Regions from separate parts of the Mus musculus genome. Here regions 1 and 2 are each linked to region 3. A link is a contact called in public HiChIP or PLAC-seq and Micro-C data. All regions are on one chromosome and are shown on one strand. The core of a region is the stretch at or near the end of the contact, and the rest is flanking DNA. Distances in the headings are between cores, read along the strand shown.

Region 1 (2,700 bases), core at 190-2,689, 680 kb after region 3:
CACTCCAGACAAAACTTGGGTCCTGAATTCATGGACACTGAATGTAAAGTGATACTTTCAAATATATTTGTGTGTGTGTGTGTGTGTGTGTGTGTGTGTGTGTGTGTTTATGTGTATTATGTGTGTGTGAATGTAGAAATATATATATGTGTGTGTGTGTATATATATATGTATATACACACACACATATATACATACATATATGAATGATTTCTATTTCTTTCTAACTTTGAGATGAGAAAAAAAACTGTTTTGCCATAAAGGGCTATAGTTGCTGGCAACTTTCCAAATTCTTTCTTTTTTACTGCCAAGGCCAGCTTTCTGCTTTCAGTGACTTCCAATCACCAGTGTGCTCAACATTGTATTATTCTGATTGCTCATTATGACAAGCATTTTGGGAAAACACAGCCAAAGGTCATGCGCAAAGAGTGTCTTGGAGACTTTCATTCTCTGGTCCCCAAATTATGCCTCTCTCACCTTAATTCCAACAGTAGGGACTAAACCTGGTGGGGAATTTGAGGGATCAAGCATTTGTCACTATTATTGCATGCCCCCCACCCCTCCGCATTCATATGAAGGTTCCCCAAGGCAAAAAGCAACTTGCTAGCTCACTGCATCTTCCTGTCACTGGAAGTTACATAGAGAGCGCTAAAGGACTCAGGAGCCACCAAATACCTCTGGGTGGAACCCACAGTCACTGGAATGGGTCTTTAGTGAATGCAACAGAAACGGACTTCCAAAAGTGAACCAGCATGAACCTGGGCTTGGGACGGACAAGGGTGGAGAGGTGGACAGGGAGGCGCTCGAAGGCCAGGCTGGGGACCCACTCGTCCGGGTTACACGCACCTGCGTGCCCTTCTCTCTCCTCCCCAGGGCCCCGCGGGGAAGGCAACGCAAAGGGCACCGGCCATACCCACCGCTGGGCGCAGCGGCCCCCCGGGCACGGGGCCGGGATGAGGTGGCGAGCGCAGGTAGCAGGAGAAGGACGAGGAGCAGGCGGCAGGGCGGCGCGCGGGCCGGCACCGGGCCGGCGGGGCAGCGGCCGGGGCCGCAGGAGGCGCCGGGAAGGCTGCAACCCGTCAGGGTCGGCCGCCGGGAGATGCTGCCGGGCGGCTTCATGGCTCATCGCTCCCGGGCGCCGGTCCGAGTGACCCGCGAGAGAGCCGGGCTGGGCTGCGGGGCGGCTGCGGGCGGAGCCGGTCACGCCGGCTGGGCGCGCATGCTGCGGCCGCGGGCAGGGGTCAGGGGCTGGGGTCTCGGGGACGGCGGCGCGCCGTCCTCTGCTCTTTCCGCCTTTCCGGGAGCGGCCCGCAGAGAGGGGTCCCCGCCGCTCCACCAACTTGGAGCCTCCTCCAGTGGCTGCACCCTCCCAGTGGCGGGCGCGGCCGCACCAGTGACTGCGGGGGTTGCTGCCGGGCCTAAGGATGCTGAGGAGGCGCGCGCAGGAGCGAGCGGCACGGGCACGCGCGGCGCGGGCGCGAGACTCGGGGACGCGCAGCGCGGTACTGCACCCCACCCTCCGGGAGCGCGCCCGAACGGGGTTTCGGGTGCGGATGCTGATGCTCTTGCAGATGCTGATGCTGTAGCCTGCATGGGCCGCGCTGCGCATGCTCGACTGTGGGAGCCCTGGGGGGGGGGGGGGGCAGAGTGATGCAGCATCCCAGGCAGCATCAAAATAGTTGGTGGCACCTCCAAAGACCAGAGGTAGGGGAGAAAGAAGTTTGCAGTCAGGGATGACCCCAAGAGGAAAGTGCAAGGGTTTCCAGGCCTGGGGCAAGCCTGATCTGGCAACAACTTGCCAAGAAAAGCGACCCATCCTCAACACCCACTCCTATACCAACTCTCCAGCGCAAGGAAAACTGAGACTATGCATTTTCCTTCTCAAACCTTTATTTATTTCCTTCCTTCAAATAAAGGGCTGCAGCCAGGGAGGTAAAAATAGCTGTGCTCCTCATAGCAGCGAGTGGGATGACAGTGGGAAGCACTGTGGTGCATCCGCAGGCTGGCGTCTGTGGGCACTGAGCCACTGGGATCCCCTTGCAGGGTCGTGGGTCCTCCCTCCTCGTGCCCATAGGGCTTTGAAGAGAGCTAAATTCAGAAAGTGTGACGGGCCATATTCTGGAATAGAAGAAATACAGAGATTAGAAAGCAACCGTGCAGCTATCTTAGGAAATCTATCGTTTGTCAACCAGCCTTGGGGGTGCGCAGGCATTTCTGAGAACACACTTCTATTTTTGAGATCCAGTCGTATCTTGTGCAGAGAAAGGGGGTATTTTCGCTCAGTGCTGTCAGTTCCCTGGTTTGGGTGGGTTAGCAGCCGCTACTAATTCTGGTGGTTCCTAATTAAAATTTGAGGCCCATTTCTATCACTGGACTCTGGTAACACCAACAGTAACTTATCCACTCTCCCAAGACTGGTCTGAGTAATAACAATGGTGTCTAACTCCATTATTGATATTTAAAATAGAGCTAAGGATATCTACTTGGAAAGGGCTGGGAAGGTTCTAGAAGTGTGTGATTAAAATAACAGTCAAGGCTGTTAGCCACCTTCTGTACCCGAGCTTCACGGAACGAACTTCTGGAGACAGACAAAGATGACAGGCCTGCATGCAGATCTCACACTGCAGAGCGGTTGAGGTGTCAGATATTAATTTTAATCTCTTCTTTCCACATTTGAGCATGAGTATTTATTGGACACAT
Region 2 (2,700 bases), core at 25-2,524, 840 kb before region 3:
CAGGAACTTTGCAGTGTACAGGCAAGTGCTGGAAGACCCAAGAGTTCGACATCTAGATGCCAAGACAACCAGAAGGAGACAGTCTACTTCAGGCAGCTGGGAGGAGGCTCTGATTCCATACTGGGCAGAGCTTAATATACCTATACCTTAGTATACAGCAATCTCAAAGCCGGCTTAAGTAGCAGTCACTTCCTCCAACAAGAATGTACCTACTCCAATAAGGTCACACCTCTGATAGTGCCATTCCTTATGGCCAAGCATTGAAACATGAGTCTATGGGAGCCAAATCTATTCAACCAATCACAATTTGATTCTGTACTTTTTAAAGATTTGACTTTCAAAAAAAATATTATATATCCTGTTGAGTCCTAATTCTCTCCATTTTTAAACAGAATATGGATACTGGTCATTGACTTACACGCGTTTGTTTGTGCTTTGTTTGCTTTTGTTGTTGTTTTGTTTTGGAACTCACTCTGTAGACAAGGGTGGAGGGGCTCAGACTCACAGAGATCCACCTGCTTCTGCCTCCTGAGTGCTGGGATTAAAGGTTTGTGACACCACTGCTTGGCTTGCTTTTGCTTTTGAGACAAAGCCTGTAGCTCTGGTTGGCCCGGAACTCTCTGTGTAGACCAGGTTGGCTTCAAACTCACACAGGTTCACTTGCCTGTGCCTCCTCAGTGCCAGTGCTGGGATTAAAAGTGTGTGCTACCCCGCCCCCGCCCCTCTCTTACTAAGCTTAATTGAAAAAAAAAAAAAAAAAAAAAACCGACTAAGAAGTATGCTGTGATGGCAAATTAAGACTGAAAACTGAAAGGAAGATTCATCCAACCGGAACTGCACGTCTTTGCAAAGTGGCTGGTTACCAGCAGACCTCAGGAGAGGTGACTTCTTGCCCTTCCCTAAGCCCTAGCTGCTAGACTAGGAATCCACAGCCAGGTTAGAGACATTTCCCCTCAACCACATCCTTTAAAACCGTGAACCTAACTAAAGATGAAAAGCAGTTCGTGCACCTATCCAAAGATGACAAGCAGTTCATTCCTATGTTTGGAAAGCATTATTTCTGAGAAATTCTCTTATTCTTAGCAACTGCTGCTAGCTGGCCCTGCCCTGGTAGGTTCCAAGTGACAGTTTTAACTGCAAACATCCTCGGTCTTGGGAAGAACGTGGAAGGGACCAAGCCTGGGATAAAGGCTGTAAAGCAAACAATAAGATAAGGAGGTCAGGCCCCGCCCGACCGCCTGCTCCTCCCGTAGGAGGGACCGGTCCTCACCGGCTGGAACTCTGTGTAATCGGATCCTGTTGCCGGGCTGCCGCGGGGAAGCTTTTGGGCGTGGGACCGCGAGAAGCCGCTTGTAAACAGAGCCGGGCCGGGATGGTCGGCAGCTGGAGCGCAGTCGCTGGCGGTGAGGAGGGCGGGCTGCCCGGGTCGGGGTCCTGCCGGGGGTCGGCTGCAGGCCGCAGGGGAGAAGGGACCAGAGCCGCGGTGAGCATCCTCCTCACGGCGGCCTTGGGCGGGGAGGGGGACGGGATGACGCATCCCCGGAGCTCCCCGGGGTCGCCGGGGTTCTTCCCACGCACCGCTTTCTGTTGTATTTCGCGCTGGGGATAGCACTTCATTTGTGGGTGGCTAAGTGAGGAGGAAGACATGACCTGGTGTTTATTTTTTGTGAATCAAGTAACGCAAATTAGAAAGTAGTTGAATAAGGTGATCCTGTTTCTGCGTTGTTTTTAGTAACCCCTCCCCAGCGATCATAGAAACCAAACCCCAGTAGAGCTTTTAGCCCCAGAGAAACGCTACGTTTGTTCTTTCTATTGACTGAGCCCATTTTGAATGTATAGTAAATGACAGTACAGGACTAATGATAGATTGGTCTTGTATGAAAAGCTTATTAAGCTAGAAAACAAAAACAAAACAAACAAAACAAGATAAGGAGTCCTCAGGCCCTTAAGCTGGAAAAAAAATTCTGATTTCAGAAGACAAATAGAGGCTGGGCTTATATGTATAGTTTGCAAAGCAAGGCGCCTTTACAGGTTAAAAAGATTGAGATATATTATTGTAAATGTTATTTAGTTCCTCCCCTTTTTTTCTTTGATCCATGGAACTAGAAAGAAACTTCTGGGTTTTTCCTGTAAAATATTTTCAACAAATCATAATAAATTGTGACTTGTACTTATACAGCATTATAGAATAGTACACGTTATAAGTGGTTGCTTAAAACACCAAGTAGTTTTTATTTCATTTACTTAAAGAAATACCATAGCAAAAATGAGGTCTTTAAAAGGTCAATATACATGTGTTACCTTGGTAACATAATCTAACTTCACTAGGAGTCAAGTATTAGGTTAAATTGACACGAAGTGTGTAAATGTCATGTACCAAGAAATAACATCAATAACTTGTGTGTTTGTCTTTATAGTAAGTACTTTAACAATGCTATTGTTCTGGCAAGATCCTGAAAGCTTACTTCAGCTTAAATTCTTGTTTGGTCACTTTCTCATTTCGTCATCCTGGAAAGTTTACTCAATTTAGCTGTTTCCTAATCTGTAGAATGGGAATAATAGCCACCTCATCAAAGATTCAATGAGTTATTAAATATGTATGTTTTTTTTGAGAGAGTCTCTCTATGTAACCCTGTTTAGCCTGGAAATTGCTATGTAGATTAGGCTGGTCTTGAATTCACAGAGATCCACCTGCCTCTG
Region 3 (2,700 bases), core at 175-2,674:
AATGATATGGAGTCGATTAAATTGTATTTCTCCCATTGAAGGTATAAGGACGTTTCTCGTGTCTAAGTACTGAATTCTGTAGTTATTCTAAAGGAGTCCAGCTTTCGGTGTATTTTGGAGAAGGCACACGAGCCATTTAAGGTCAAGCAAACAAATGGGCAACTCTTAACCACGTGCATTGCACAGGTTTCCATTTCTGAGCTTGCAGAATCTTGAGATCTTTAGAGCCCTGCTCCATACCTGCTCCATGAAGTTACTGGATAAACCTCTTGTAAGGATCTGCTAGCTAACTGCTCCCCGCTCCAGCCTGCACCCTAATTCGACCCACGCTCCCCCTATTCTCTTTCATGCACACGCTTAGATGCTGGACACCAGACTCCTGGCCAGGTTTTAGGCTCAGTTCAGAGGAAAAGGAGGGCGGTAGGCGATCGGCGGCGCGCACGGAGGCGCGCGGGCCGGGGCGGGGACAGCGTGCAGCGTCGGGGGCGGGCGCAAGCTAGTCTCCGTGCAGCTCGCCTTTGTTCTCTGCCATTGTGAGGCACTTCCTCTCTGGCACTTCATTTCGGCACCCTGTGGGGAATTCGGAACTGGCTTTTGGGCTTTAGTCTGGGGTACGTGACGCTGTCCTGAGCCTGGGCTCTCCCTTGCTACCCTTCTTCCCCATGCTTGGCGGAAGGCCGAGTGCAAAGAGCTCCTTGCCCCCGACCGCTGCGCCGCCGCTCTACCGGCTGCTCCCGCAGGAGGCATCTTAACCCAGGACCGGGACCGCACCTCCCGATCGGCCACCGCGGCAACCCGTCCCCTCGGATCTGCACTGGGTACGGGCGCCGGCGGCTCGGGCGAGCCCTGCAGCGAGGGTCGGAGGCCAGCGCGCAGCCCGAACCCGGCCGCCTAGGCGTCCCAGGAGCCAGCGCAAGTGTCGCAGCAACACTCCCTGGCGCTCAAGCTCCCCGGCCGCCTGGCGGACTCCTCTACCCCTTTATATAGCCCTCTAAAAATAGCTTGCCTCGTACCGCCTTGTAAGGCAGCAGGGAGATCCGCAGCGCGCCAATCGGCGGCTGCCGTCGGGGCCAGGCCCCGCCCCATGGTCCTCTCCGAGTGCCGCATTGGTCCTCAGTGACTTCATGAGCCCCCTGTTTACCTTACATGGTCACACGCGGCCTAATGGACGCCCTCCTCCGAGATCCCACGGCTGCGCGCAAAACGGGGCGGAGGGAGGGAGTTTGGGGAGGGGGAAGAGCAGGAGGAGGAGACAAGGGGGGGGGACTACAAACTAGCGAGGATGGGGTGGGGGGTGGGGAGGGAAGGGAAGGGGTGGGGGGGGAGAGAAGCGATCGCGAGAAAAAAAATGCAACCTCCCAAAATAAAGAGCAAAGATTGCATTAGGAGCGAACAGCGCTGCAGATATAGATGGCAGCTTCGTGTCAGTGAGTTTGCGTTCCCCTTCCTGATCCACGCGCTGGAGTGATTAGAGCCCTGGAAGGGAATTGTTACTCCCGTGAAGTCCCCTTTTCCTGGCAGTCATCTGCACTGTACACGCTGGATCCCTCTCTCCGATCCACCCCACTCACTCGCTCCTCTCTCACCTCCTCTCTCACCTCCTCTCTCTCCCTCCTCTCTCACCTCCTCTCTCCCTCTCTCCTGCATTGATTTTTTTTCTCTCCTTTTTTTAGTTGACTGAAACAAAACAAAACAAAAGGGCCACTGGATGTCTGCCTTCTTGGGGGGTGAGCCAGACAGACTGACAAACAAACAGACCCAGCTGAGCTCGGGGGAGGGTTTCTCCTCCGGTTTTGCCCGGCAGCAGCAGCATGGACGTGTTGGCTAGTTATAGTATATTCCAGGAGCTACAACTTGTCCACGACACCGGCTACTTCTCAGCTTTGCCATCCCTGGAGGAGACCTGGCAGCAGGTGAATGATTTAAATTACTTGTGTAAATCGTGTGGCGGCGGCGGAGACGCAGGGGCTGCGTTTGGTGTGGGCTTTGAGTTGAAATTTTTTTAATTAATTTTTTCTTTTTATTTATTTATTTATTTTTTGGCTGTGTGTTGTTTAAAATGTTTTGTGAAACAATCATATGCGCTTACCTCTCCACCCACCCCTAGCCCCTTAGTGTGTTGAGCTGAGCCGGTCCTAGCTGCCTGCATTTCTGTCACCAACACACATCCTTGCGCACACGTTGTCGGCTCGCTGTCCCCTAGCAGAGAATTGCTGGCGAACTTCTCGGGTTTGGAGGAGCCGGGTGGGAAGGTGGTCGAGCAATGGTTGACAGGATACCACGTTCCTAGATGCAGGAGTTCTGACCTTAGTACTTAAATCAGCTTTATCCATTTCAACTGGTCCTGAAGACCGTCAAGGGGGGTGGGGGGAAGCACGGAGTGTTTTTCCCAGTAATTTACTGAGTGTCAATAAAGAATAGGAGCTTGATTTTTAGATACAAGGTGAGCTGTACGAAGAGAAGCCAGGTGACAAAAGATGCTTAAGGATATGTACAAGGAAGATGAGAAGATATGTCTCTCTTAGGCTGACAATGTATTGTATGGTTTCTCTAGCTAATGCCTCCAGAGAGAGCAGCCTGTACTGTGTCCTTGCTTTTTGTTTGTTTGTTTGGGGTGCCTCTCAGGTTAGCACCACCTTGGACAAAGGGTGGTGTGTGCTTCCTTGCTTCCCTACTTTGTCTTAGAGGACTAGTTAAGAA

What was found. A called contact is a pair of places that touch in the nucleus more often than the background predicts. HiChIP or PLAC-seq counts read pairs in DNA pulled down with a chosen protein or histone mark.
Region 1: a contact with region 3 is called in a Micro-C map of embryonic stem cells, with 5 times the contacts expected there. The contact joins the promoter of Adam23 here to the promoter of Klf7 in region 3. A contact is called at or near these places in 4 of 484 Hi-C or Micro-C datasets (all in embryonic stem cells) and 1 of 115 datasets of contacts at active chromatin or transcription factors (embryonic stem cells).
Region 2: a contact with region 3 is called in an H3K4me3 HiChIP or PLAC-seq map of bone marrow-derived macrophages, with 3 times the contacts expected there. The contact joins the promoter of Plekhm3 here to the promoter of Klf7 in region 3. A contact is called at or near these places in 5 of 115 datasets of contacts at active chromatin or transcription factors (bone marrow-derived macrophages, effector CD8 T cells, memory CD8 T cells and 2 more).

What each region holds. Positions count from the first base shown.
Region 1 is chr1:63,444,630-63,447,329 of GRCm38.p6, reverse strand. Adam23 (a disintegrin and metallopeptidase domain 23) reads right to left here and starts at 1,439. Exons shown (of 26, transcript NM_011780.3): 1 at 918-1,439. The coding sequence starts at 1,119.
Region 2 is chr1:64,955,398-64,958,097 of GRCm38.p6, reverse strand. Plekhm3 (pleckstrin homology domain containing, family M, member 3) reads left to right here and starts at 1,274. Exons shown (of 8, transcript NM_001039493.1): 1 at 1,274-1,403. Gm51627 (predicted gene, 51627) reads right to left here and starts at 1,519. Exons shown (of 3, transcript NR_165472.1): 1 at 1,271-1,519.
Region 3 is chr1:64,120,113-64,122,812 of GRCm38.p6, reverse strand. Klf7 (Kruppel-like factor 7 (ubiquitous)) reads left to right here and starts at 1,424. Exons shown (of 4, transcript NM_033563.2): 1 at 1,424-1,913. The coding sequence starts at 1,812. It overlaps Gm35880 (a long non-coding RNA gene), which reads right to left and starts at 1,246. Exons shown (of 3, transcript XR_373464.4): 1 at 1,142-1,246.